7 separate regions of the Mus musculus genome follow, and all the other regions are linked to region 6. A link is a contact called in public HiChIP or PLAC-seq and promoter capture Hi-C data. All regions are on one chromosome and are shown on one strand. The core of a region is the stretch at or near the end of the contact, and the rest is flanking DNA. Distances in the headings are between cores, read along the strand shown.

What was found. Promoter capture Hi-C pulls out the DNA fragments that hold promoters and counts their contacts. HiChIP or PLAC-seq counts read pairs in DNA pulled down with a chosen protein or histone mark. Capture Hi-C pulls out chosen DNA fragments and counts their contacts.
Region 1: a promoter capture Hi-C map of adipose tissue shows a contact between it and region 6. The contact joins the promoter of Phf21a here to the promoter of Ckap5 in region 6. A contact is called at or near these places in 1 of 115 datasets of contacts at active chromatin or transcription factors (memory CD8 T cells) and 2 of 9 other capture datasets (adipose tissue and liver).
Region 2: a promoter capture Hi-C map of pre-B cells shows a contact between it and region 6, with 2.9 times the contacts expected there. The contact joins the promoter of Celf1 here to the promoter of Ckap5 in region 6. A contact is called at or near these places in 6 of 39 promoter capture datasets (the C10 cell line, cranial neural crest, frontonasal cranial neural crest and 3 more), 1 of 484 Hi-C or Micro-C datasets (embryonic stem cells), 1 of 115 datasets of contacts at active chromatin or transcription factors (embryonic stem cells) and 2 of 9 other capture datasets (adipose tissue and macrophages).
Region 3: a promoter capture Hi-C map of adipose tissue shows a contact between it and region 6. The contact joins the promoter of Mtch2 here to the promoter of Ckap5 in region 6. A contact is called at or near these places in 3 of 39 promoter capture datasets (hematopoietic stem and progenitor cells, liver and pre-B cells), 3 of 115 datasets of contacts at active chromatin or transcription factors (bone marrow-derived macrophages, memory CD8 T cells and microglia) and 2 of 9 other capture datasets (adipose tissue and liver).
Region 4: a contact with region 6 is called in an H3K4me3 HiChIP or PLAC-seq map of bone marrow-derived macrophages, with 9 times the contacts expected there. The contact joins the promoter of Fnbp4 here to the promoter of Ckap5 in region 6. A contact is called at or near these places in 3 of 39 promoter capture datasets (cranial neural crest, neutrophils and pre-B cells), 2 of 115 datasets of contacts at active chromatin or transcription factors (astrocytes and bone marrow-derived macrophages) and 1 of 9 other capture datasets (liver).
Region 5: a promoter capture Hi-C map of cranial neural crest shows a contact between it and region 6. The contact joins the promoter of Nup160 here to the promoter of Ckap5 in region 6. A contact is called at or near these places in 2 of 39 promoter capture datasets (cranial neural crest and frontonasal cranial neural crest) and 1 of 9 other capture datasets (pancreatic islet).
Region 7: a contact with region 6 is called in a promoter capture Hi-C map of liver. The contact joins the promoter of Ptpmt1 here to the promoter of Ckap5 in region 6. A contact is called at or near these places in 3 of 39 promoter capture datasets (cranial neural crest, neutrophils and second pharyngeal arch cranial neural crest), 1 of 115 datasets of contacts at active chromatin or transcription factors (large pre-B cells) and 3 of 9 other capture datasets (adipose tissue, liver and macrophages).

What each region holds. Positions count from the first base shown.
Region 1 is chr2:92,181,857-92,185,689 of GRCm38.p6, reverse strand. It overlaps Phf21a (PHD finger protein 21A), which reads right to left and starts at 1,508. Exons shown (of 19, transcript NM_001362829.1): 1 at 1,338-1,508.
Region 2 is chr2:90,938,255-90,942,254 of GRCm38.p6, reverse strand. It overlaps Celf1 (CUGBP, Elav-like family member 1), which reads right to left and starts at 1,858. Exons shown (of 14, transcript NM_198683.2): 1 at 1,614-1,858.
Region 3 is chr2:90,845,810-90,849,791 of GRCm38.p6, reverse strand. Mtch2 (mitochondrial carrier 2) reads right to left here and starts at 2,637. Exons shown (of 13, transcript NM_019758.3): 1 at 2,407-2,637; 2 at 337-421; 3 at 88-194. The coding sequence starts at 2,493.
Region 4 is chr2:90,743,613-90,747,586 of GRCm38.p6, reverse strand. It overlaps Fnbp4 (formin binding protein 4), which reads right to left and starts at 2,029. Exons shown (of 17, transcript NM_018828.3): 1 at 1,761-2,029; 2 at 799-891. The coding sequence starts at 1,989. It also overlaps the pseudogene Rpl30-ps3.
Region 5 is chr2:90,674,955-90,679,027 of GRCm38.p6, reverse strand. It overlaps Nup160 (nucleoporin 160), which reads right to left and starts at 1,813. Exons shown (of 37, transcript NM_021512.2): 1 at 1,558-1,813; 2 at 1-14.
Region 6 is chr2:91,524,622-91,528,206 of GRCm38.p6, reverse strand. It overlaps Ckap5 (cytoskeleton associated protein 5), which reads right to left and starts at 1,445. Exons shown (of 44, transcript NM_001165989.2): 1 at 1,357-1,445. It also overlaps the pseudogene Gm13770.
Region 7 is chr2:90,916,083-90,920,093 of GRCm38.p6, reverse strand. Ptpmt1 (protein tyrosine phosphatase, mitochondrial 1) reads left to right here and starts at 2,044. Exons shown (of 5, transcript NM_025576.2): 1 at 2,044-2,382; 2 at 2,385-2,484; 3 at 2,585-2,665. The coding sequence starts at 2,108.

The DNA.
Region 1 (3,833 bases), core at 259-2,758, 660 kb before region 6:
TGCAAGCCACAAGACAAAGTTGAAAGGAGACCTCTCTCGCCCGGTGCCCCAGTGTCCACATCAAACCCCTCCCCTGCCAGGGCCACCTTGCAGCTACCCACCATTGCGAGCGTGGTCAAGGGAGGAAGAGGAGGTAGGAAAAAAAAGAGAGCGAGCGAAGAGAGAGAGAGAAAGAAATCCTAACAGCACCGCTCAGCAGAATAAAGAGAGCAGAGAGAGGATGACGAGAAGTGTTGGGAACTGCGTGCACCGCGGGGCTGGACCAAACGGAAAGAGTCCCACTCCGCGCGCCCCTCCCCCCGCGGCCCGGGGGGGAGGGGCGGCCGCGGCCCCTCTCTGAGGGGCCTGCGAGTCCCCGGCCCGCGCGGGGTCCCGGGGCGGCCGGCCGGCGGCGACGGCGGGAGGGCCGCCCCAGGGTGAGGGGTGCAGGCGGACTCCTCGGAATAACAAGTTGCAGAAGAAGAAGAATAAGCGGAATTTCCCCAACGCTGCTCCGGCCACCCAAGACAAATGCACCAACACACACTCACTCACACACACTCGGGCCCGGCAGCGTCAGCAGCCGCAGCTTTTTTTTTTTTTTTTTAAACCAGATCTCTCAGTCACCAAACAAGATGGTTTTCCCAAAAAAATATTTTTTAAAATTAAATAACCATAATAAAAACTTCCCCCCGACAGCATCCCAGGGGGTGGGGGTGGGGAAGGGGCCCAGGCGGCCATCCCCTGGCCGCAGGCACTCGCGGGGGGCGGCCTCGGCCCGCGCCCCCCGCCCCTGCGGCCCCCCAGCCCGACCCCCCACGGGGACTCTGTGTCGCCCCCTCGCCGCCACCCCCGACGCGCCGCCCCTGTCACCCGCTCTGGCCCTGTACTCAGCGCCCAGGCTCCCGAGGCTGCTCATAAACTTACTTCCAATCTATCCTAGGGAGGGGTGGAGGGCAGAGGGGAGGAAGGGGGGAGACGAGGTATTCCCATTGTCTTTTTTTTTTTCCTGGAGGGGGGGGGGAGAGGAATAGGAAAAGGGCACGCAGGGGGGCGCCCCGAAGGGGAAGTTATTGCTGAAATCTCAAGTTGACTGAGGGGTCCTGACAAGAACACCCCCTTTCCCTCCTCCCTCCCACACACCCCTCCCCTCCCCCTACCTCCCCCCCACAACAAACTCCAAGCAAGCAGCCCCTGCTCCTTCCCAGAGACAAACACCAGAGACAAGACAGAGGGAGAGAGGGAGGGGGGGAAGGGGGAGGGAGGAGAAATAGAGCTACTCAAGAAAAAAAGAGAGAGAGAGAGAGAGAGAGAGAGAGTGAGGAAAAGAGAGAATGGAAAAAGCTGGGATACTGCACCCTCCTGCTGCTGGCTGGCTGTCCCCCCTGGCAGCTGGAGGCAGGAACTCTGAGCAGGAGAAGCAGGAGGAGGAGGAGGAGGGAACTCTTCTTCATGGGGAGGGAGGGAAGAGGCTGGAGCTGCCGCTGCTGCTTCTGCTGCTGCTGCTCTGGGCCTCTCGCACTTTTTAGATATTAGTGTGTTAAGATGGTAGGTTGTTCCCTTCTCCCTCCTCCTCCTCCTCTCCTCTCTCTCACTCACTCACACTCTCTCTCTTTCTCTCTCTCTCTCTCTCTCTCTCTCTCTGGGCTGTTTCTTTCCTCCTCTTCCCCAGGCAAGGGGGGGTGGGGAGGAGGGGGTGGGGGGGAGGAACTGGAGCCTCCTCCTCCTCCAGGAGAGACACACACAGGCCCCGGGCCGGAATGGGGAGGGAGGAATCAGAGCAGCAGGAGAGAAACTGTGGGAGACAAACAAGCCCAACTCTTCATCCTCCTCCTCCTCCTCTCAGCAGCAGCAGCGAGCACCACCAGCCCATTCACCACCCGGCCCCGGGCCGCAGCACCTCCGCCGCCTCAGCCCGGGGATCCCTCCGCCCAGGCCCAGACACACTCGCCCGCGCGGGAGCCCGCCGCGCGGCCCCGCCGGCCCGCCGCCGCCGCCGTGCGCGCCCCCGCCGCTCCCGAGAGCCGGGCGAGAGGGACTGGAGCTGGGGAAGCGGGGACGAGGGAAGAGCGGGCGGGCGGGCGGGGGGCCGGGCGGAGCTGGACCGCGACGGTCCCGGGCCGCCCCGCGCCCCTGCGTGCGAGCCCGTCGCTCGCGGGAGGCGCCGGGGACCCCCACGGGGGCACGGGGCGGCGGCGGGGGCCCGCGGCGGCGCTCGGGCGGGCGGACTACTTGACGTGTCGGTGCGGCGAATTTATTTCACTTTGCCTAAGGAACGGGGTGTGCTGCGGCACCCATTGCCTAGGGAAAAAACCCGGATGTAAAGTGAGTGAAACTAAACTAGAGTGAAGTAGGGCAGCAGCAGCCAAACTCCGGTGCAGCGGCGGCGGCGGCGCTGGGGCCGAGCGGCCGCCAAACTCCCGGCCCGCCGCCGCGTCGCAGCCCCGGCCAGGCCCGAGCCCCGGTCCCCTCCCGCCGTTGAGAGCTGCTGGGGGGCTCCCGAGCAACCCCAACTCCCTCCAGTGCAACAGCAGTTTGCAGGGGTGGGGGTGGAAAGGAGGCAGGAGCGAGGAGGAAGCACTGCAATGGGGGAGCGAGTGGTCCAGGCAACAGGAGAAGATGCAAGCTCAAGTCGAATGCAACATGCAATCCCCGGCCACCCCGCCCCCTTTGCAAATAACTACCCTTGAACCACTTTATTAGCCGTGCCGAGTCCCACTCTAGCTCCGGGGAGGGGCGGGGGACGGGGTCCTTCGCTCACCTTTATTTATTGCTGCTTTCTGCCCCCCTCTCCATGTTTTTTATTCCTAAGTTCTTTTGTTCTAAGGGGGATGATGGCATTTACTTTTCTGCTTTGTGTAGCAGGGCAATCACTGGGAATCGGCCACGTATAATCCGGCGGTTTGTCATATTTTATTAGTGAAAGTATTTTATGCCTAGTCCACCTCCAAGGACTGTAACATGGAGAACTGCAGGGGCGGGGGTTGGGGGGGACGACATCAGAAGAATTCTTGTTTTCAGAGATTTCTTGGCTGAGCGGGGAGGGCCTTTTTTTTTTTTTTTTAATCATTGAGGAGGTTCATTTAAATTATTAAATCGATAGTTTTCAACTTGAAGCTTAATGCTCTTGCACGGGTGAATTGTTGGGTTATAAAATAACCCCCAACCACAATTTTTTTTAAAAGTAAAAAAAAAAAAAAAATCTTAGCTCTTAAAAAAAAAAATCCCATCTGGACAGTGATCTCTGTTCTGAGCTGCACGCTGGACTTAACGTAGTGTTAGCCTTCCTATGTTAAATAACAATAAACCTCAACCTCAACGGAATACAAATGGGGGCTGGGGGTGGTTTTGTTTTTAAGGCTCAGCACTTTTGTAGCATCTGCCACTACGCATTTTCCAGGCATTGATTAACCATGCAACTCCCATAGGCATGAAGTCCAGTTTTTGCAGATAAAGAGCAACAGTAGTAAGATGATTTGCCCAAAGTCAAAGGGAGTCGCTGGCAAGACCAGGGAGAGCCTTAGACTTGATTTGTTACTAGTCACGTCTTTTCCATTAAATAATATTTTCTCCAGGAAATAGTATTTAAAAATAAGCGCACAGTCTTTATCTTACCAGAGGGGCTTTGAGATCACTGGATATGAAGAGGTTTTCTTCTGTGAACTGCAAATTTTAAATTTAGCTTCTCAAGAGAAGGCATTTTTTTTTAAATTCTGATTTCTTAAAAGTAAAAAAAGTGAACTTTATTTTCGTGTATAGGCCATTTAGTAGTAGTTTTAGGTTAAAAAGAATTCACAGCAGAAAGTGTAAGAGTTTGAGAGTAAAACCTGAAAGTCCCTATTAATGATTCAGGA
Region 2 (4,000 bases), core at 609-3,108, 590 kb after region 6:
CATTGCTCATGATAGTGTGATAGTGTTGTGAATTTTTTTTTACAAAGGCAAAGCAAGCAAACCTTTGGTGGGAGATGTTTTAAAAGCACTTGCTATAATAACCTTGGGCAAATAAGTCACTTTCCTTTGTGAGAAAGCCAAAGCACTGAAGAAAAAAAAAAAAGCAACCCTTTCAACTGTAACAGCCCCTCTTGCTAATGGATCCTTGGGAAAAGAAAACCCAAAGGGTAAGAATGAATGAGAGGATGGAGACGTAGGCTCTGGAGCCAAGAGCCATTCTTAAGAGAAACAGGTGGTGGAGAAGAAGAAACCAAGAGAACTCATAAGCTTGCCAGCTAAAGTAACAGCTGCAAATCCCAGCTTTGCTTTACCATAAGCATGGCTTTCAATCCTCCCTAGGTCATGATCAGAAACCACACTCTCAGGCAATAAAACTACTAATATAAAAACTAGTATAGAGAGAAAAAAAAAATCAGTGCCGTTGCAGTTGGTCCATTCTAACCTCCATGATTTTCCAAGTACACTTGTTAATGCCAAAACCAAAAAGAACTCTAAGCAATTCCATCTGAAGACACCGTCATTCTAAGGATCTAAAAAGAAACAAACTGGAAAAAGTGAAAAAGTGCAATTCAAACCTCTTCAACTCAGAGACTAGAAGACAGAGAAGAGATCTTTTAAAGGTTAAGTTCCTTTTAAGTGTGTGCAAAGGGTGTTTGTAACCTCCTAACAATGCAGACATTATCAACAGAGTCTATGCTCTTTAAAACTGTTCAACAGCTTTTATATACAGCATTAACTCTGAGCACCAGAAAGAGATTCTGTTGTGCTAAACCAAGCTCTGACCAAAATCTCACACTTTCTCCCCGGAATCAGTCTCTAAACCAATGAGAAGCTCCTTAAAAAGCATATGCAATGGTCGGAGAAAATTAAAACAACATCCTGTCAGAACCACCACAACCGAGACACCACTACCGACTTTAAATCCAAAGCCTGGGACCTAGCGAAGAAGGCACCCTCCAGAGCCGTCCCCGCTCCTGGGTGCGAGATTCGAGCCCTGCTACTAGGCCTTGACTGGGCGAGCGAGCACCTGATGTGGGGGGTAGGGCGAGCCAAAGCGGCCCCAGGGCGAGAACTGCAAGAGCTCCGGAGGATCGAGAGGAGCGCTGCCTTCTAGGGGCGGGAATCTAGGACACCCCCGGGGGTGGGCACGAAGAACACGTGGGGCGACAGGGTCAGGGAAGCGGCGTCTCGGGTAGACAGCCGCGATCTCGCCCAGCGGACCCGGAGAGGAGGACTCGGGTGCGGTGCAGGAAGCAAGCCCTCGGGGCCGGGAGAGTGGAGGCAAAGGGCAAGGGAGCCGGGGCCAGGCCACGAGGAGGGCGGGTCTCCCTGGGAGCAGGGGCACGCGCCGGGCGGACGCGAATGGGCCCCCGAGTCCCGAGCAGTCCGCGGCCTGGTCCCCGGGGTGCGGGGAAGCGGGAGCGACCGCACCCGGAGGGCCCTGTGACCCGTAGCCGCCCGAACCTGACCCGCCCCGCGGCGCCTCCCTCCAGCCTCCCTCTCTTTCCCTCCCTTCATCCCGCGGCCCGTTATCCTGCGGCCGCCGCACTCACCAGCGGCTGCACCTGAGCCCGCCGCTGCCTCAGCTGCTGCCTTGCTCCTCCGCAGCCGCCGCTGCCTCGCTGCTGAGGCCGAATCCCGGGGGAGCCTCCGCGTCCCGCCGCCGCCGCCGCCTCTGCCGCTGCCGCTGCCGCCAGAGCAGAACACCCCAAAATGGCGGCACTTCCGGCACCTACCACCGGCGGGGAGGGCCGCCGCGGAGGGGGCGGGCGGCGAAGGGGAACGTACCACCGCGGCGCCGCCCGCCAGCGCCGAGCCGAGCCGAGCGCCGCGCAGGGGCGGGCGGAGGGCCGGCGCTGCAGCGCCCCCTCCGGCCGGGGAGTGAAGGAGCAGTCGCTCTGAAACCCTGGGGGCCGCGGGCGGAGCCCTCAGCCCTGGGAGCTGTAGGGGTGCATCTCTTTGTCTCAGAGCTGCACTGGAGGGAAGACCCCGGCCTGGGAATCTGAAGTTCTTGCCTCTGCGCACCGCACTAGCTGCACCTCTGGCGGGCAAGCAACGCAGCTTGGCAATGAAAAATACACATAATAAATATCGAATGAATGAATGAATGAATGAATGAATGAATGAATGAATGAATGAATGATGGGTGCTTGGCTAACACTGGACGCAGGGCACACCCTTTCTTTTTGCACATCAGCATACAGACAACTGTATCCAGGCCTTCCTTCTGATGGAATGTGTGTTGCAAGCTTTCAGAGTTAGGGAAGTGCCTGTACAGAGATGTTCAACTGCATGCATGCGCAATCTGGCAAAAATCCCTGCGGCACCAGAAAGCTCTTAAGTATTCTATTAAGAGACTACCCAGTCCAAACCTACTCTTCTTGGGAAAAAAAATAACAATTAAAACACTTTTTACGAATCCAGCACCCCCTTTTAGGATTCGGTATTCCTAACCTGCATCTAGCTGGATTCACGCATTAAGTGTGTTGTTTATTACACAAAGTCAGTGAAATGTGAGACAATGAAATGCAGATTGAGAAAACTTAGTTCTGGGAGGTCAGGGCTCCATCAATTTACAAATTACTCATGAGTTGGCAATTATTTCTCTTTATCACTTAGCTTCCTAAAGCAAAATATATATCCACAAATGCCGGTTATACCCTACCCTACCCTACCACACTCACTAAGGCAGCCCCCACCCCTGCCCCAAGCAGCAGCCAAGAGTTTTCCCCTGTGCTAGAGGCACAAACAATCATGTAGATCAAAACAATTAGCCCCTAGGTTGTTCATTATCAAATTACCTAAATTGTACTGTAAAGCTTTGGTTGTTTTTTGTTTTTTTTTTTTTTTGTTTGTTTTGTTTTTTTGAGAGTTTCTCTGTGTAGCTCTGGCTGTCTTAGAACTCCCTCTTGTTACTGAGACTGACCTCAAACTCACTTGGTGATCCGCCTGCCTCTGCCTCCCCTAAATGCTGGGATTAAAGGCGTGTATCGCCACACCCGGCCTGTTCGTTCCAATTTTCAAATTGGTTTTCTACCTTCTTGTTGTTGATTGATGGGAATGGAGTTAGAGATGTAACTTGAATTAGTTGCATATAGATGGATACGTTAGGAAAAATTAGAGTGGTTATGAAAGATGGAACACTGGTATTTTTAACTAGTTCTTGAATAAGACTCTTGGCAAAAAAAATAACTGTTAGGAGAAAAAATTAGTCCTGCTGGTAATGGAAGATTTCTAAGAGTCGTTAGGGTTACTGCAGAGAATTTATTTCATTGGAGGGATAATGATGAAAATAATGTTTGCGTTGTTAGGGTCTGAGAATTTGGGAATAATCCACTATGAAAACCAAGTTTTGAGCCAGCAAAATGTTTCTTTATTCAACTTTATTCAAAGGCTGATATATCAGGGAGACGGCGGGGTTCAGGATCCAAAACTATGTCAGTCAGGGGCAGAACAGAACAACTTTTTGCTCCTGTACTTTTTTCTTTTCTTTTTAAAAGATTATATATATTCTAGCTGTCTTCAGATACACCAGAAGAGGGCATCCCATTACAGTGGTTGCTGGGAATTGAACTCAGGACCTCTGGATCTCTGGAAGAGCAGTCAGTGCTCTTAACTGCTGAGCCATCTCTTCAGCCCCAGAACAACTTTTAAAGACAAAACTCCACAGACTACGTGGGGTAGGGGGCATCCAACCAGATTCACGAATACATTGGGTTTTTCACACCTGGTATTTTAGGTGGCTTCCTGCATAATAAGTGTCTCGGGTGGTTTACTTGATAGCTTGGCCTGGATTGAGGCCAGCCAGTGATGTTTGGAGCAGGATACAGTGGCTTGGATTTATCCAGAACATTTGAGCTGTTCCTGGGAATTTAGCTTAGTATGAAATGGAGACTATATACAAGATGGAATCTCTGTAGCTATGGCCCCCAACATTTCT
Region 3 (3,982 bases), core at 1,388-3,887, 680 kb after region 6:
TACATCTTTGAAATTGCTCTTTGTAGTGGAATAAACCGCATAAAAGGTAGCCAAGATATATGCGAACATTCACCGCTTTCCTCTTACCTGTAAGACTTTCCCATGGACCACAGTTCCAAGGACTCCTGAACACAGTCTTGGAGTCAAGCCTGTGAACAACCCACGCCTCCCATCGATGCTTGCAATGTGCTGAGCTAGGAACACAAGTCAGACATTTAGGTTCCAGTCCAAATACAAGGTTACAAAAAATTTCAAGGCAACATGCCTTCTGTGTATTTTCTTTTAGTAACTCCAACCTTCAATGTCAACCCTTCCAGATAAATCAAAGGCACCTACCATAGCAAAAGAGGCCAGGAAGCTGACATACTTGTCGCCCAAAAATATTTCGTCCTATTGTTGGAGGAAGAGGCTCATATCCCACCTTTAAAAACAAAGGAATGCATCAACACTGAGCAATACCCAGGAATACTTTGGCTACAAGGTCTTGTAAAAAGAAAACCAGGCTCAAATGTGTTTGTTTGATGCTGAAATGGACCCAATGTCCATCCTTATGCTCAGTGCCAGCAAGCTACCTCCTCAGCCCCATAATTTTTACAAATAAAAATGCAGTTTAGTTTTTTTAAGTCATTGATGAAGTATCATCCTTATCAGCCTTTTGTTCTGCTGGATAGATTAAGACTGGGTTCAATAAACTCCAACTTTCCCTTTGAGTTGAGTCTATAGAGTAAACCATGTGACTAGATTATTAAACTGAAAACAGAACAAGGAAACAAACCATTGTGTCAGGAAAGCCTAGTTTACCGATAAAGCTGACATATTTTTTACAATATTTTTCATATTTGAACAAAATAAAATATTCACTGAGCCATCGTCAAATGCCTACCTACATGGATAACTAGACAACAAAGGCAAATGCATACAGCTGGGTAATTCACTTACAAAAATAATTACAACTTAGGTCCACGTTAAATGTACAGACTCATTAGCAATATACAGAGCCATAAAAATTAATGATTGCCATTTTATTTGTACAATATATTCAGTGATTATAGTGCCAAAGGGATACTTGAGATTAAAAAAAAAAATACAGGGCAGTTTGGGCTCTACTGTTGCAATTCTTCCTTCTGAGTTAAAACCCCCTCTCTGAACTCACTGAAAGTGCAGCTTTAAAGTAGTATTTGGGAATTTCATCAACCTCCTGAGATACTTGGCAACGCACGAGGTATTGTGAAATCAGAATTTAGGATATTGGATTGTTGAGGCAAAAACACTGAATGTCACTAAAATCACTGTTCTTTGAGAACTATTGAGTAGTGAGTTCATACGTGTACTGCGAAATACTGTCAATTCTGTTCTAGACACAGATTTCACTCTGCGCTTCAACATCTACACTTATATTAGTCAACTTAGCAACAATTTGTATGAAGAACAATTTAAAAATGAAGTCCATTCTAGAGTCTTGCTTTTTTTTTTTTCTCTTTTCAGAATGGTAAACATTGAGGACAGGGATTCTAAAGCCTGCTTCCTTCCAGGACACACAATGCATGAGGTATGGCAATCCTCAATAAATGCTTAAAAATGGCCCTGATCAGCACAGGGAAAGTTAGAAGAGCAATTGAAAATACTATCACCAGCTAAAAGTAGGCCTCCTTACCCATGAATATAAATGACCACTTTAGAAATATTTTATAGCAGATTGGCAAGGGAGGCAAGAGAGACATCCGGGGTTTGATGTTACATTTAAACTCGCTAAAGTGTTTAAACAGAACTGATTTCCAGCTCTAACCAACGTGATTTTCATTGTCATGAACCACATGGGTTACTGTGAAAGCGCTCAATGGATCCTCAGGAAATCTGATTTCATTATCACTTCTCAATGCGCTCCTTGTGTATATCCGGGTATCTGGTGTTAAAATCTCTGAACGGGAATAGAAGTAGAAACAGCAAATAGAAAAACCGAGTAAGAACAATAAGATGTTGGCTTTCCTAGAATTTTAAATTTGCCCATAGATGAGTTATTTCACGTCTCGAGTTTGAGATATTTCGCTGAGGAGGAGTGAACGAGGTGAGGTGAACGCCAGTATCAGAGGGGCGACAAGAAAAGGGTTGGGAAGCCCTCGGTGGCAACCGGCCAGGATCAGGGAAAGGAAAAACAAAGTTGAGAAGAGTCACCGGCCAGGGAAGGCAAGGGTGGCAGTTGGCTGCAGAAAGGGAGCCGGCCTGCCCGGGGCGAGCCTCGGGATGTCTCCGAGAGGGGCGCGAGGCCGTGGAAGTTGTTCCTGAGGGGAGAGAAGGGCAGCATCTCGAGAGGGTGAAGGCCTGGGACGCAGAGCCAACCCAAAGGCGCAGAGGGCGGTGGCGACCTGACAGGACGCGGGCGGGGAAGGAAAGGGCGACGACTCATACCTGGATGAGCACTTTCACGTACATGAGCGGCTGGGACAGGATGGTGAGACCGGAGCCCAGGAGCACCTGACTGGCCGCGTCCGCCATGATGGCACCCGCGGACGGACGGACAGACGGAGTCACCAAGCGACACAGCCGGTTCCAGATCACGTGTCGGGGGCGCCGGCTTCACTGGCCCGCCCGCGGCGCGCCGCCCGCTTAGGCTCCGCCCACCGGCCCGCCCAAAGAAACGGCAGGCGCTCGCGAGGGGCCGCCTGGGGCGGGGCTTGTGGGAGGGACGCGCATGCGTCTGGGCGTGGGCTCCTCGCGCCTCTAGGAAAGGCGATTTCTCTTGCGCCTGCGCAAGCCGGAAGTGTCCGGAAGGAGTAGGGAGGGAATGGTAATGATGGGGTGGTGGTGGGGTGACCCTGACGGCAAAGGCAAGGTCAGCGGACTAACAACTGGAAGAACTGAGTTATACTCCTATCCTCTTTCAGGCTTTGACGACGTAAAGTTTGATGGTTGTTTTCCGTTAGAGTTGTCATGTCTAATGAACAACAGATCCTGTCTGGCTTAACAGTGAATTCTGCAGGTCCCTGATTTTGCGTTTACCATTAGCTCAGTGGTAGAGCACTTCCCGACATCCTTGCTTTCAGTCCTCAGTACTGGAAAGAAAAAGCAACTACAACAAAATGTGCCCCCTCGGGGTCAGATGTGGCGGCACAGACCCTTAATCCAGCACTTGGGAGGCAGAGGAATGTGGATATGTGAGTTCAAGGCTAATCTGGTTTACAAACTGGATACCCGGTAAACCAGGGTTACATGGTGACATACTGACCAAAAAAAAAAATTTTTTTTTCATGTCTTCTCTGACTACTCGAAATCCATTTTATCCGTATTTCCTACCCGTTGCCTTGTGACACCTGTCACTGGGAAATTGTCTTTGACAGTTGAGAGTGTCAACTCTGGGTTCAGGAACCGAGATGGCCTTTGTACACTATTTTCCCCCAGTGCCTGGCATGTACCAGTGCTCAAGATTTATTAAAGCTCAGTGCCAATCGGGCTACCCAGGCTGTTAGAGGCAAAATGAAGAAAAGGCATTGCTCCAGCTCTGGCCCCTTTGTTCTGTAGCAGACACCACTTAGTGCAAGCACTTAGTGTGTACTGCTGAGAATGAACAAGGAACCGAGTTTGGAATCTGGCTTTCCTTTTGGATCCATGTGTCACTTTCCTTTTTAAATTTTTTAGTGTTTGTATCTAAATATAAGGACAATGCAACTAACTCAGTGTATTTTTATGAACATTAAGTGAAACTGTATATATGGAGTTTTTGAGAAATTGGCTGAAATACAGAAGTTAGTCCTAATATGGCCTTCTATTCAGCCCAGAACTAGCTGATATTGGGAGGCAGTTTGTAGGTCAGGCACACGGGCTTTGAAGTCCAATGGGCCTCATCCAAAGTCTACCTCTGCCAGTTACAGTGTGACCTTATATAGGTCATCCCAACTCTTCAAAACTTTTAAGCAAATAAGTATAATAATATCCACTTCAAAACATTATCTCAAAGCAATATGGACCTAGCCTGGCATACACAACA
Region 4 (3,974 bases), core at 780-3,279, 780 kb after region 6:
GCCAGAGCTCCTTTTGAAAAAACAACAAACAAACAAACAAACAAACAAACAAAACACAAAAGGACCAAAAAGCCGGCAGGGAGATGACTCCCTTTGTAAAATGCTTAAGGACTTGCATTCGGAGCCCTCATAGCCATGTTTTGGCAGAGTATGAAGCACACTCATCTGTAACCAGCGCTGGGGGTGAAGTGGAGTGGTCAAGACAAGTGGACTGGAGGAGAAGAGGTGTCTGTGCAGTCCATCTACCTGAACAGTTAAAAGTTCGGGTTCACACCGGGCGTGGTGGCCCACGCCTTTAATCCCAGCACTTGGGAGGCAGAGGCAAGCGAATTTCTGAGTTCAAGGCCGGCCTGGTCTACAAAGTTCCAGGACAGTCAGGGATATACACAGAAACCCTGTCTCGAACTGCCCCCCCCCCCCAAAAAAAGTTTGGGTTCACTTGAGACACTCTCAAAAAATAGATAAACAAGTTATGTGGCCCAGCCTTAGAAGCACGAATGTGTGTCTGCAGCCATAAATAAACTTTCATGTTACTTAAAAGTTTATACACAGCAAGCCCTCAGGAAAGATTTATTTATTTTTTGTTAATCCATTTTTGTAAGCCAAGAGTGGAACCCAGAGTTTTGCATCTCACCACTGATATGCAACCCCAATCCTAGAAAAGCTTCAACGACTTTTTATGAGAAATAATAAATTAGCAACATTTAACCATCCAACAACCCAGCTGCACACTTTTATCTTTCAACTTAATAAAAGATATTTTAAGGGAAAGGCAAAAACAACAACAAAAATCTCTACCTGTTGCCTTGACGGCTGTCGGTCTGGTGGTCATGACTGGTGTTGGAGGGTTCTGAACAACGTTGGGGACCTCCACCACCACTTCTTGTTCATCTGTATTTGGAATGCACAAAAGGAAGCTGCAGTCAGTCAGTGGGCCAGGGTCCAAAGCTTGACCTTCAGCCTGAATCAACTTATAAAACCAGCGTGTATCACTGATGCAAACTAAGAAGACAAAAAACAAGCTGATCTACCCTTCCATTCATTTAGTGGTAGCGACAGTAAGAACGTGAACACTATGAAAATGGCACCTGCAATACTTAACAATTAACATGCATAAATACTTCTGCACGTTTCCACACGTTATGTACATCCTATTAATCTGATTCTTAATGTTTGATACAGTATAGCTTCTCCGGCATCTACTCCATGCAATTGTTACCCTAAACCCAAACACAATTCCAGAAAAGCCCACACACAGGTTTTGTCACTTTCCCTTAAGTCTGGGGTTACCGATGCTTTGTCTAGCATAAGAAAAAAATATGGGTTTGTTCACTTCTAAAGAGTGGTGTCTCCATTTCAACAAAAACGAAACCAAGCGTGACAAGTAGAGAAGGCCAGGTTCAACCGCCTCAAGGCTCGCACGTGGAAATTGCCCTCCACCTTCTGCGTTATTAAGATCGAAGGGAGTCATCTAGGAGACATTTGGGGTCCCAAGCCTCGGTGGACGGCACAGGTTCCGGGGAGAAACCCCTGCACCGCAAAGGCGCCTCAGATGAGTCCGGGCCCGGCCTTCCGCCTCCCAGAGTCCCCGACCGCCGTCCCGCGGGCCCCAGATCGCTGGCAGCCGAGGTGTACCTCGCCCGCCAGGGTTTCTCTTCTTCACCGGGTCCGAAGAGACACCCGGGAACCTAGGCCGCAAGCCCCGTGCTCGAGTTTCAGACGTCCCAAATAAAAGCAGGGCTCCTCTCGCGCGCCCTTACCTTCTGAAGGCGAGTCCTCTGGGGCAGCGGAGGCAGGCACCGCGGGCGACGTCGCGGCCGCCGCCGTCGCTGCTGCCGGCGCTGACTGGCTTGTCGCCGCCGCAGTCGAATCTGCCTCGGGATCCGGATCGGGGTCGGGATCCCGGCCCGGGGTGCTGCTCCGAGGACCCGGTGGAGAGAGCTGCAGGATAGGCCTGCGGCCGGGTACCGCCCGGGACTTCTTCCCCATCATGAGCCGGAGCGCGAGCAGCGAACGACGGCAGATTAGTGGGGCGGGCGCACAGCGCCCCGGTGCGTAATCAATATTCATGAACCGTGGCACCGCCTCCCGAGGAGATCCGCTTTTAACCGGCGCGGTGCACTTGCGCATGCGGCCTGCGCCCCGGTGCTTTTACGCACGTTCCGCTCCATCCATGGTGGGTGGGCTTTGTTCAGGGAAAAGGCGATTGGCTGTTTTGACTTGAGACGGACTCGGTAGCCAATAGCAAAGGGAAAAGACAGGACTTCGCGCCAATAGTGCGGAAGGGCCCGCGGTGTGTGCGACTTCCTTAGACTGGGGTTGCACCATGCGCTGTTAGCCAAGTCTTTTCTTTAGGGCTTTGTCCGCCATCTTGTAGCTATTTTCAGCTGCTTATTGCTGTTTGTCTTTGAGGAAGATAAAGATACATTGCACCCTTCTGCAAGTTCTCTTGGTTATTGTAGCTTCTTTGGGGTATAGTATTAAACAATGATGATGCTGGGTGTTTATACATCGGTAGGCTTTTTCTGTTTTGTTTTGGTTTTGTTTTTGATTTTCGAGACAGGGTTTCTCTGTGTAGCCCTGGTTGTCCTGGAACTCACTTTGTAGACCAGGCTGGCCTGGAACTCAGAAATCCGCCTGCCTCTGCTTCCCAAGTGATGGGTTTACGGTAGGCTCTCTCCCCACTTTCTTGCTCCAGCCCCGCTCGCCCCAACCCAAAGGTTTATTTATTTATTAAATGTAAGTAAACTGTAGCTGTGATACACAAGAGGGTATCAGATCTCATTACAGATGGTTGTGAGCCACCATGTAGTTGCTCGGATTTGAACTCAGGACCTTTGGAAGAGCAGTCAGTGCTCTTAACCGCTGAGCCATTTCTCCAGCCCCAGTAGGCTCTTTAAAACGAAATACGACGTGATTAGTAGGGAAAATGACTGGACCTTGGAAACAGTCAAACTGTTCATATGGGATACCGAAGCCTTACCTCATCCTACTTCTGTAAACACTACTTTTTTGCCCTACCTCCAACTCCTCCACCTTGAGGCTGAGCTCTTTACATTTTGAGTCTTCCTTGTTCCCCATTCCTAGAGTCAGGTGACATCCTGAGTCATTAATGTTCTCCCCAGAGATAGTTACCACGCAAGATAATGCTGATTTTCTCCAGGACCCACTCCTTCCACCCATCCCTGATTGCTTCTAGACTAATGACAGCAGGCCAGAAGATGAGAAATAATGCCTAAAGATGGTGCACTGTACTCCTGGAGAGCTACTGAAGTGTTCTAATAACACTGGAAGTAGTTGTCATGGTTCATGTCTATAATTTCAGTGGAGACAGAGGTAGGAAGATTTCAAGTGAGTCTAGCCAGGTATGCATATTACCAGAGCTTACAAAGTGAGATCTTGTCTCAAAGATAACAATAATAACAATAAATTAATAAAATAATAATAATACAAGGAGAAATCTGGGGAAGATGTATGAGAATGGATGTTAAAGAGGGAGTATAAGAGGCAGGAGGATTTCTGAGTTCGAGGCCAACCTGGTCTATAGAGTGAGTTCTAGGACAGTCAGGGCTACACAGAGAAACCCTGTCTCGAAAAACCAAAAAAACAAAAAACAAAAAAGAAACCCTGTCTCAAAAAACAAACAACAAGCCAGGCAGTGGTGGCACATGCCTTTATTCCCAGCACTTGGGAGGCAGAGGCAGGCGGATTTCTGAGTTCCAGGACAGCCTGGTCTACAAAGTGAATTCCAGGACAGCCAGGGCTATACAGAGAAACCCTGTCTCGAGGAGAAAAAAAAAAAAAAGAGCAAGAATAATAGGCCAGGCAAGTGGATCTCCGAGTTCCACTAGAGTTAGGGCTACATAGTGAGACCCAGTCTCAAAACAAAAATATCTGGGGTTAGAGAGATTGCTCTGAGGACCTTCAGTTCCCAGTACCCACATGGTGATTCACAACTGTAACTCCTGTGCCAG
Region 5 (4,073 bases), core at 564-3,063, 850 kb after region 6:
TTGTTATCCAGCCTCTTCATCGTTCAGCGAAACAAGGAGGAAAAGTAAAAGGAAGGAGGGATTCTTTGTGTTGGCATTTTTGCGAAACTTTTTCTTTACACACCCGCATACACATGTATGTGTTGAGATGTCAGCTCAGGTTGGCCTCGAACTCTGATCCTCCCGCCCCAGCCTCCGGAGTACTAGGATTACAGACACTTGCCACTCTGAGCGACACGGGTCGGATGCGTTGAATTAAATATTAATGCCCCAACCTTCTTGAAGTTATCGAAAATACAGTACAGTTTGCAAACGTGCAAGGAATTGTTTGTGAATTTCTTTCTGGGATCGGTCAGTATTCTCTGGAGGTTGAAGATTGATCATTCAGAGCCAGTTTGGGGCTACATAGTGAGACTTTGTAAATGAATGAGTAAATAAATTAAACTACAACTTCAGGCTTACAGCTGAACATGTTCGTTGGCAACTCCATCAGAATCACAACATTGCGAAGTTCCATAATTCTGCCCCAGCAATTGCATTTCCCTTGACCATTTATTGCCTTAATGACTATTTCGTGATTGTCACTGCCCACACCTCTCTTCAGATGCACCAGAAGAGGGCGCTAGATTTCATTACGGATGGTTGTGAGCCACCATGTGGTTGCTGGGATTTGAACTCAGGACCTTGGGAAGAGCAGTCGGTGCTCTTAACCGCTGAGCCATGTCTCCAGCCCTCACCCCCACTCATTCTTAGCTTACTCTGAAGTCGGCCGAGTGGGCATAGTGGCACACTGACAGCAGCTTTTGGAAGCAAGTAGATCAGGAGTTCAAGATTATCCTCCAATTTATGTCAAGATCAAGGCCAGCCTGAGGCTGCCTAAAACCCTGGCTCAAATCAAACAAAAAGCAGCTTTTAATCCCAGCACTCAGGAGGCAGAGGTAGGTGGGTTTCTGTGAGTTAAAGGCCAGCCTGCATTACAGAGTGAGTTCCAGGACAACCAGGGCAACAGAAACTGTCTTGACGTCCCCATTCCTCACAAAAGAAGACAACTTGCCCTGCAACCATATTTTCCTACCAGCAATTATAGCCTTATGCTTCTGTTTCTGTACATTGAACTGTGTCTGAACTTATAGAGAGACACCCTCCCTACCTTGACCTTCGGTCTATTCCTCATTTTAGCATCTTTAATTTTTCCATTTTTACTAAATTACTCCTCTAAATCTCACTAAGATAAAGTCTCCCCTAGAGCCCTGCTAACCCCTGTCCTTCTGTACTTGGCAAAAAGGGAGTTATGTCTGCACTCAGTGGATGCATCTCAGTGGATCAAGATGAAGCCTAAGGTCCTGGTCCCTTGCTTCCATCTAGGTCCATCCTGGTCAATTTCAGTTCAGTTTTCTCTGCCTAATCCTGCTTTCTTCACTCCCCTAGCAATGCTGTTCTGTGAGCACACTGTGTGCTCCTTCCTGTGTGTAAATCTCTGCTTCAGAGACTTTTTTTTTGAGAGGGAAGCTCACACACACACACACACACACACACACACACACACACAATTTAAAAAATATTTTTTTAAAAGATTACCTGTTGTGCGGCTTGGTGGCACACATCTTGAACCCCAGCACACAGGAGGCAAATGCAGGTAGATCTCTGAATTTAAGGCCAGCCTGGTCTAGGTGAATGAGATATGTTTTGGGGAACTTGTTGTTAGTGTCATTTCCCCCACATATTCAAAATCTCTATCAAGGCAGAAAGAATGCAAGATGAACGGGAAGGTGTGCTGTAACGACACTGCCTCCTGGACACAGCATGGTGGCTGCTCTCGTGAGATCATAACTGTGGTTACCTACACAAAAGACAGGGCCTGTCAACATTCCGTGGTGGGGGTTGGACTTTGAGGCCCCATCGCTCCCCGAGGAGCCGTAGGTAAAGTCAGTGGCTGCTGTGAGGGAGGAGTAATTTTCTCCAGTGGTGTATTTGCTGGTTAGTTGCCGGTGCTCCTATAAATAAGACTCCCTCCCATGCTCATTCAAGCAACTCTAATTAAACCCAGTGGGTCACAGATAGAAAAGACATGAAAGTGGAAGAGGAACTAGTTGGGAAGAAGGGCAAAGGAGGGTGATGGGGGGTCCATGATGAAGCTGGGAATAGTGGCCCACACCTGTCATCCTGGGTGCTTGGAGGGTGGAGGCATTCTAGGCTAGTCTCAGCAACATAGTAAGTGTGAGGCCTGCCTAGGTTACATCAAACCCTGTCTCACAGACGTAGGCAGAAGATTTTATTAGAGTGTGTGTTTGCTTTTTTATTAATGTTATTATTCATTTTACAAATGATGGACATCATATGACATTTTCATACATGTACTTTAGCCTACTTTGTTCACATTCACCTGTTAGCAAATCTTGTCCTCCCTTTCCCTCTTACTGTTCCCCTTCCTCTTCCCAAATAATAGTCCTCCCCTCCCCTTTTATGTCATGTATACATATATTTAAATCTAGATTTTGCATTTTTGTGCCTTCCTTTATTAATAATAATGATGATCCCCAACGTAACCATTTTCATTCAAACGATATGATTTTCTTCTTGTTTATGGCTGAATAGAACTTGAGATGTGATGTTTTCCAAGCTTCAAGCTGTCTTTGACCTTTGGTTCATGTTACAGTAAATTCAAGGTGAATTGCAGTAAGTTAACAGTAACACTTTACATTGCCCGAACTTAGTGACTTTTTTTGGGTGGTAATTCGATGGAAATTATTGAATTATTCAGTGGAATAATTTCTTTCAGTGGAAATTAGTGTTATTTTTCAGTGAGCACTTTCAATGTAATTACTTTATTTCGGGGGTTCCAGGAATGTGGTTTCCTGTCATTTGGCCAGTGACTTTCAAAAGTGATAATAGCAATGACTTGAGATCTAGCCACAGTGCAAAGGGCTTATTATTTTTTTCTATTTCTCTAGATTTTTAAATATTGGTTTTTATCTTCATGCTGTTCTATTAATCATAGTAAGTAGCTTTCCAGTTCCTGGAAGCATATTGGTTTGTCCCACACTTATTTTTTCAGTCTTGATTGCATGTTGGGCACTGGGTTATAATGATCCCCCAAAATAGGCTAAGCAGCCAGATACCTTGTCTTTCTTGTGTTTCGAGACAGGGTTTCTCTGTGTAGCCCTGGCTGTTCTGTAACTCCCTCAGTAGACCAGGCTGGCCTCGAACTCAGAAATCCACCTGCCTGCTGCCTCCCGAGTGCTGGATTAAAGGTGTTTCTCCACCACCCAACTAAAATATCTTTAAACACTACAAAAATTTCAAGTTTTCTGCTTTTGAGTTTCTCTCAGTTTAGTGGGGGTTGCAAAGGGGAAGTAGAGATAATGGTAAGGTATGGTAATTATTATACAAGATAGTTACAGTAAAGATATGGCTGAAATATCACAGGACAACCAGGCAAGCAGTGTCTGAGATGCCTGTGTCATGGTCTAAAGATGTTTCCTTTCTTCCTGAATAGTTTGCATTAATGTTAACTGTCTTTCCTTACAGCTCAGTGCTGAAAGACCTGAATACATTCTTTGTTTTCTTGTTTCTTTATTTGCCAAGGTCTCAGTATGCAGCCCGAGCTTCCCTGAAACTCACTCTGTAGAGCAGTCTGGCCTCGAACTCAGAGCTTTACCTGTCTGTGCTTCCCAAGGATCAGGATTAAAGGCGTGAGCCACCATGCCCTGCTATAGATTCCCATTGTAGGTTTTACATATGAATATGAAATGGCTCTGCAGGTAAAATGCCTACTATGTAGGCCTGATGACCCATGTTCATACCTCAGAATCCGTGTAAAGGTTAAAAAAAGAGAATTGACTCTTACAAATTGTCCTCTGACCTCCACATGTGAGCTGTGGCATAATAATTTATAATTAATATGTTTTATTACATAATTTATAATTCTTCTAAACAATTCATTCCTTTTTATTGTATGTGTGAATTCCTGCATGTGTACATATGGACCATGTGCACGCCTGGTACCTTAGGAGGTGAGAAGAGGGAATTGGATCTCTTGGAATTGGAGTTACAGGCAGTTGTGAGATACCATATGGGTGCTGGGAATGGAACCA
Region 6 (3,585 bases), core at 196-2,695:
AGAAGTGGGCATCAGTCCCCATGGTCCTGAAGTTACAAACGGTTGTGGCTGCTGGGACTAGACCCAACTCCTTTGAAAAGCAACCATTGCCCCCTAAATACTGAGTCCTCTCTCCAGCCCCAGGTAAAAAAAAAAAGTAAAAGTTTTGTGTACAATTTTTTCATTACAGGCTTACTACAGTGATTTAACTTATATTGGAAAAAAAAAAGTTGATTTTGATTTTCTCTTTATTAAATCGTACTTGACCAGTCACTTTAGAAAAGTCTCAAATGACCATTAACTTGATTTATATTCTCGCTCTTTAGGTCACAGAAGATGTTTTCAGGGTGATGAAAATGGAGAAAAAATATTTCACCTTTCTAAAAATGAGTTTCCAGTTCTATAATTATGCATAATGTAATACAAGCATCCTATCTGGGCCAAGATTTAATGCCTTGGTTCCTAGGAGAATTAAGAGTCATGCATAAATTTGGGACAAGTTCTGCAAAAACCTCTACTGGTGCTGAATCAGAAACTCATTGTTAAGATTCATCAACAAGAATATATTCTTTTACACACAGCAGCCTCTCTGGCAACATCTCTTTCATCCTGCCCTCCGCAAGAAACAAAATGGGATGCATTCAATCTTGCATAGCAATTACCACGACTTTGGGCAGCTCTCTCAACAAGGATTTGCTAAGCGCTAAAAAGTGAGAATCTCATTCACCTAGCGGCAAGGCCTGGCTCACCTACCCTGCTGGCTATTGTACTGGTGCCGGAAACCTTCAGAGCTGCAAAATCCCTGAACTCTGCTGACACTTTCTGAGGGAGAAAACCAAGGGCGGGGCGGCGAATGAACAGCATCCTTACAAAATCATCACAGGTAGTGGACGCAGGGATGGAGGCAGGCCCAGGCACCAGGCTCTGGTCCCGGCTCGGAGGAGACAACTAGGCCCTTCACACCCACCACAGCCCTCCCGTGCTCTTGTTCATTCATTTAACAATTCCGCGAGGCGCACTCCTCCACCAAGGGCCTGCCGGCAGGGCCCCCGCCCCGGCCTCGGACAGCTCAGCCTTCAGGCGCGGCCCGGGGCCGCCAGCGAACCTCCGAAGCTGCAGCAGCTCCCCCGCCGCGTGCTCTGCTCACCTGAACCCCCAGCCCGGGTCACCAACACAAGCGAGCGCCCACGCCCCCCGCCCTGCCAGCCGCGGGCTCCCAGGCCTCCGCCCCGCTCCGCCGCCTCAGACCTGCCGGGTTCGCGAGAACGCGGAGGCGCGCGTCCGCGGGGGCCCCGCCCGCGGCCGTGGGTCCTCTAGCGCGCGCGACGCCGGGTCCCCAGGGTCCAGGCCGGCAGGTGAGACCCACTGCCCACTCACCTCTGCCGGGTCAGAACCGAGGGGCCTGCTCTAAGCCGTTTAAAACCGCTTGGGCCGCCGCACACCCCGCAGTGTCCTCGTTGTTCATTGGTCCTCGGAGAACCGCCTATCGCCCCTTTATTGGTCCGTTTGAAAGAGCTGTGGGCACGCGCCGCCTGCGGCCTTAAAGGGAACGCGCGCAGCTGTGTTTCCCAGGGCTGCGGGTCAGGTGCTTGTCACCCAGTGGCTGGAGGAATGGCTACCAAGGCTTCTGATAGAAGAGCGAAAGGTGTGTGGAAAACTCTGCATTTCCAGTCATGATCACGTTGCCTTTACCTACTGATGTTTAAACTGCTGTCAACATCTCCCTCCCACACCTTTTTTTTTTTTTTTTTTTTTTTTTGGAGAGCTTGCAATCATTCTGTGCTGAGAGGAAAGCAAGAGGCAACTGAGATGTAGTGGAAGGAGCCTCGAATGCTAAATTGTAGTCTTGGACTTCTTTTGAACAAATCACTTTTCTCAGTTGATCTGGACCTCTGTTTCTTTGTGTAGGAAATGGGATAATTATGTTTTCCTTACAAATTTAATGTAAATGTTTAAATTTCCTTACAAGTTTAAATTAAAGACCGTGGTGGCACACGCCTTTGATCCCATCTGAGGCAAACAAATCTCTGAATTTGAGGCCAACCTGGTCTACAGAGCCAGTTCCAGGACAGCCAGAAAAATCCTACCTCAAAAAACAAACCAACCAAACAAACAAACAAAAAATCAAATTTAATGTAAGGATTTAGTACAACAAGCTGAGAGTCTAGGAATGGCCTTTATGAACTACAAGATTTACTTCACAAATGCTTGTGCTTATGAAAAGGAGAGGATTCATTTGATGAAATATGATTGTCAAAAATCTATTTTACTACATTTCATTTATGTGCACTATGGGGTGTGGTACAAGGAAGTTCAAGGACAACTTGCTAAGCACCAGTCCTCTCCTTCCACAATATGGCTTCAGGAACTCAAATTCAGGTCCCCAGACTTGACAGCAAACACCTCTACCCATTAAGCCATCTTGCCTGCACTGTTTTAGTCTTTGAGACAAGGTTCCACTCTGTAGTCCAAGCTAACCTGGAACTGGCACATAGACCAGGATGCCTCAAATTTGTAGCATCATTCTACCTACACCTTCCAAGTACTGGGATTACAGACACGTGTATAACAATGATTTTTTTTTTTTACAAATTTAATGTGAGGATTTAATATAACAAGGCAGAGACAGACCGATCTTTGATTTCAAGGCCAGCCTGGTCTACAAAGCAAGTTCCAGGACTACACAGGGCTACACAGAGAAACCTTATCTTGAAAAACCAAAACCAACCTAAGAAACAAAGAAACAAACACCCAAGAGTTAGAGAAGAAAGATGTGAGTATGGTGGGTCTCACCTGTAATTTTAGCACTCTAGGGGTAGAGGCAAGAGTATGGGATTTGAGGCAAGCCTCAGCTATGTAGTGCATTGGAAGCCAGCCGGGGCTGTAGGATGTTGTCTCAGAACAAAGATTTGGAGACACAAATGCTCAACCTCACTGTTAAATTTGAGTGCAAATTTCTAGGAGGACAATTTTGAGATCTACAGATTCTCTAGCTCAGTAATGCTACTAAGAGGCATTTATTATGCACATATACAAAAAGTGTAAGAATGTTACTGAGCCACTGGGATATTAGAAACAGAAATCTGGAAATCACATGGCCATATAAATTATGGGATGTCCATAGAACACTGCACTCTAGGTACCAACTTGTGTATTAGTCAGAGTTCTCCAGAGTCCCAGTCCCCTGGGATTAAAGGGGTGTACTACCTTGCCTGGGCCTCAGCTTTTCATGGCCATTATGCCTCAAGATCTTCATGTCAAGATACAGGTCAGAAGCCTGTGTCTTCCAACCTCAAGATCTGGATCGCAAATATGTCCTCCCATTTCTGCAATGTGGTTCATTCCAGATGTAGTCAAGTTGACAACCAGGAACAGCCATCACAGCAGAGGTGGGCCCTATTTTGAAAAATGAGTCCAAGAAAGAGTCAGGATTAGAGCCCAGAGCCTGGGAGGGCTGTTACTGCCCAAATGGAAGTGGAAAATCAGGAGAGGCCTGTCTCACGGGAAGGGAGGAGAGGCCAGTTTTAAGCTTGTTTACTCTCAGGTACCAACGAGATGTTTAAATGGAATCATCTAAGTAGGCTTACGAAAGAAGCTGGAAGACTA
Region 7 (4,011 bases), core at 795-3,294, 610 kb after region 6:
CAAGAGTATATTAATACTCACTGAATTGTATATATTAAAGGGTAAATCAGGGCTGACAGGAAGTCTCAGGGGGAACAAGGTGCTTGCTACCAACACTGACAACCTGAGTTCCATCCTTGGAACCCACATGGTAGAAGAGAACAGACTCCTTCAAGTTATGTTCTGCCAAGCATCCTCCCTGATCCAACACACAAAAATAAATTTAAAAGCAGGTGCACGTAGATCCTATGGGTTATGAACCATATCTCAGGATGGCACGAAAAAGGTGTTGCCACTGAAGAGAAGTCAGACACGGTGGTCCCAGCTCCAGGTGGTCCCAGCTCCGGTGGTCCCAGCTCCGGTGGTCCCAGCTCCGGTGGTCCCAGCTCCGGTGGTCCCAGCTCCAGGAGGGCTGACATAGAACAAGTGTCATGTGTTTCAGTCCAATTTACTAGAGAGATGGCTTAGCACTTAAGAGCACTTGCTGCTCTTGGAGAAAAGTGGGGTTTAGTTCCCAGCACCCACATGGAAGGCTACAATATCAGCAACTGATATTCTAGGGGATCCAATACCCTCTTTTGGCCCCCCTGTGCCACTCTCTCTCTCTCTCTCAAAAAAGATATAATAATACTATTGGATCATTTATTTTTTTGAGACAGACATCTGGCCTGGAACTCTCTATATAGACCAGACTGGTTTTTAACTCAGAGATCAACCTGCCTCTGCCTCCTGAGTGCTGGGATTAAGGGGTGTGTCACCATGATGGCAGACTCAATTCTTACTATACTTTCCAATCCCCACACTGAAAATGGCATGTCTGCTTCACTTATCGATTTAAAGTAAATGGGCTATTTTTCCTTACCTTTTTTTTTTTTTAAGATTTATTTATTTTATGTATGTGAGTACACTGTAGCTGTCAGACACACTAGAAGAGGGCATCAGATCCCATTACAGATGGATGTGAGCTACCATGTGGTTGTTAGGAATTGAACTCAGGACCTATGGAAGAACAGTTGGTGCTCTTACCCTCTGAGCCATCTCTCCAGCTCTACACGTTCCATTTTAAATTTAATACTTGTTAATTCTTTGAGGATCTCATACATGTATTAATGCACTTTGATAAAATTCATCCCCACCCTCCAAACTCCTCTCAACCTACTCTTTCCTTCTTGGGTATTATTACGAGTATTTCTTTGATAAGAATAAAATATATCTCTTTTTTAAAAGGAGGAAAAAGATGACAGACAGTGGTAGCACATGTCTTTAATCCCAGAACTCAGGAGGCAGGGACAGGTGAATCTCTGAGTTCAAGGGCTGCCTGGTCTACAAGAGAGTTCCAAGACAGCCAGGGCTACACAAAGAAACCCTATCTTGAAAAACGAACAAACAAATCACCCCAAATCAAAACCAAAAAGGAGGGGAAAAGCAGCAGATACAGGTTAAGAGTATTTTCTTGTGGCTGGAGAAATATTTAAGCAGTTAAGAGCACTGGCTACTCTTCCAGGGAACCCTGGTTTGATTTCCAGCATTCTCCAGCTTTCTCTCCGAGTCACGCTCCAGTCCCATGGGTTCCAACATCCTCTTTGGACTCCTTGGACTTTGCACCCAGGTGATGTCATACAGGCAGGCAAAGCACCCAACACACACACTTTTTTTTTTTTTTTTTTTTTTTTGAGACAGGGTTCCTTTGTGTGTCCTGGAGCTAGCTACATAGCCAGTAGAAGACATTTAGGGCTTCATAGTGTGACCTGGTTTTAAAAAAGGAGAGGGGGGGGGGCGGGGAAAGACAGAGAGACAGAGAGACAGACACAGACAGACAGACACAGGGCAGTAGACCACCACCTAGGTTCAAGTTCAGGTTCCCTGCTCCCCCAAGAGCAGCTGACAACCACCGCTTTTTTTACAGGCAGACTCGGCTTCTCCAGGGCCTTCCCTGTTTAGAGGAGCCTCTCTGCTGAGCCTCCTCCTTAGTGATGGGTGCACTCCGGGGTCACGGCCCCTCCCTAAGGTCAGGGGTTGGAGAGCCGGCCCTGCTCCTTAGGCAGGGTCACAGTTTCACCCGATCTTGCCATTCCACTCCCTCCACCCGACCCCTCGCCGCGCCTCGCGGCGCCTCTCCTTTGGAGCCATGGCTCCTGTTCCGGGATCCCTCGGGCAGGGCCGGGACTCCGGGGACTCAGCTTCGAAGAGTCGGGAGGCATCAGGTGGCCCTCAGCTCTCGTCCTCCGCGTCCTTCTCGCGGTGGCTGGTCGCGAGCCCCGGGGCCGGTGGCTGGCCGCTGCGCCTGGCGGGGTGGGGCGCCTCGCCACTGCGCCTGGCGGGGTGGGGCGGGATGGCGGCCTCCGCGTGGCTGGAGGCCGGCCTGGCCCGGGTGCTCTTCTACCCGACGCTGCTCTACACAGTGTCCGGGGGAGGGTGCGCGGCCCGGCGCACCGCGACTGGTACCACCGCATCGACCACACGGTTCTGCTGGGCGCGCTGCCGCTGAAGAACATGACGCGCCGGGTGAGAGACCGCCGGGCCGGGCCGGGCCGGGCCGGGAGCGGGCCCAGGGCCTCTGCGGGCGCCCCGCGGCCCTCGCTGAGCCTCCTCTTTGCCTCGGCAGCTGGTACTGGACGAGAACGTGCGCGGGGTGATCACTATGAACGAGGAGTACGAGACCCGATTCCTGTGCAACACCTCGAAGGTGAGGACCCGGGCCCTCTGGCCTGGCTGGCCCAGCACTCGGGCCTGGGAAAGCTGGAGAAGCTAGGGGAAGAGGAAGGACGCCGTGGGTGACCTTGTCTCCGAGACCAGTGTTGGAGACCTAGTTGCCTTCTCAAGTTCTGTGTATGTGGGTCAAGCTCAAATGGCTGCAGGTGGAAAGACGCTGAAGCTGATAAGCCAGAAAGAAGTCTTGCGAGTCTGGAGACTCAGGTGGCAGAGGCAGGATCTTTTGAGCCCAGGAGTTCAATGTGTCCTGGCCATTGTCTAAAAAGAGCGAGCTAACCCGCTGTGGGTGGCTCACTCCTGGAATTTCAGCCCCCTTAAGGCAAGAAGTTGTTCCAGGCCAGCTTGGTGTATTGTATGTAGTGAGCTCTGGGTCAGTCAGGACACAGGACAAGGAAGTCCTGCTTCAAAATGGGGACGGGGGGTACAGTTCTTCATGCACAGAATTGTACATGTATATGCTACTTTTCCTTTGTTTGTTTATTTTGAGACAGGGGTCTTAAGTCCTGATCCGATTCTCCTGCCTCCACTTTCCAAGTACTGAGATTACAGGCATGTGCTAATACACCCATTTTGTATTTGTGATTTTGGTCACTAACCTCAGTAACTAAAATTGTGACTTGTGTGTGGTGGTTTGAATATGCTTGGCTCAGGGAGTGGAGCGAGAGAACCCTGACTAATACAATGTGCCTTGCTGATTTCATTCATTTCAACACATATTTTAGCATCAGGTTTGAATTAGTTATTGTAGCTTTGGAGACGAAGGCCAACTGTAAGAAAAGCATTTCTTTAAGAGTGTGGCTCATACCTGTTATGTTAGCACTTTGTGAGTGAAGGTGGGAAGATCAAGAACTTGAGACCAGCCACAGTGTGTGGTGAGGTGGAGGCCAGCCTGGGCTACATGAGCCTGTGTCTAAAAACAAAATCACAGATAAGAAAAGGGTACCCTCTTCCTGCCAGGCATAGTGGTGCACACTTTTAATCCAGCTCTCTGGAGACAGAGGAAGGCAGATCTCTGTGAGTTTGAGGCCAGCCTGATCTACAAAGTAAATTCAAGGTTAGCCAGAGCTACATAATGAAATTCTGTCTTGAAACCCCTGCTCCAAAGAAAATTATAAAAGAAGAGCACCCCTTATTATATATGCTATGTTAATAGTTATCATTGAGAATCTGCAGAGTGGGCTGGGGATGGATTTCAGTTGATAAACTGCTTGCCTGGGATACACAAAGCTCAGTGCAGAAGGCAAACAAGGCATGGTAGTGGCACAGGGCCGACATCCCAACACCCCAGAAGCAAGAGGATCAGGCATCCAAGCTCATCCT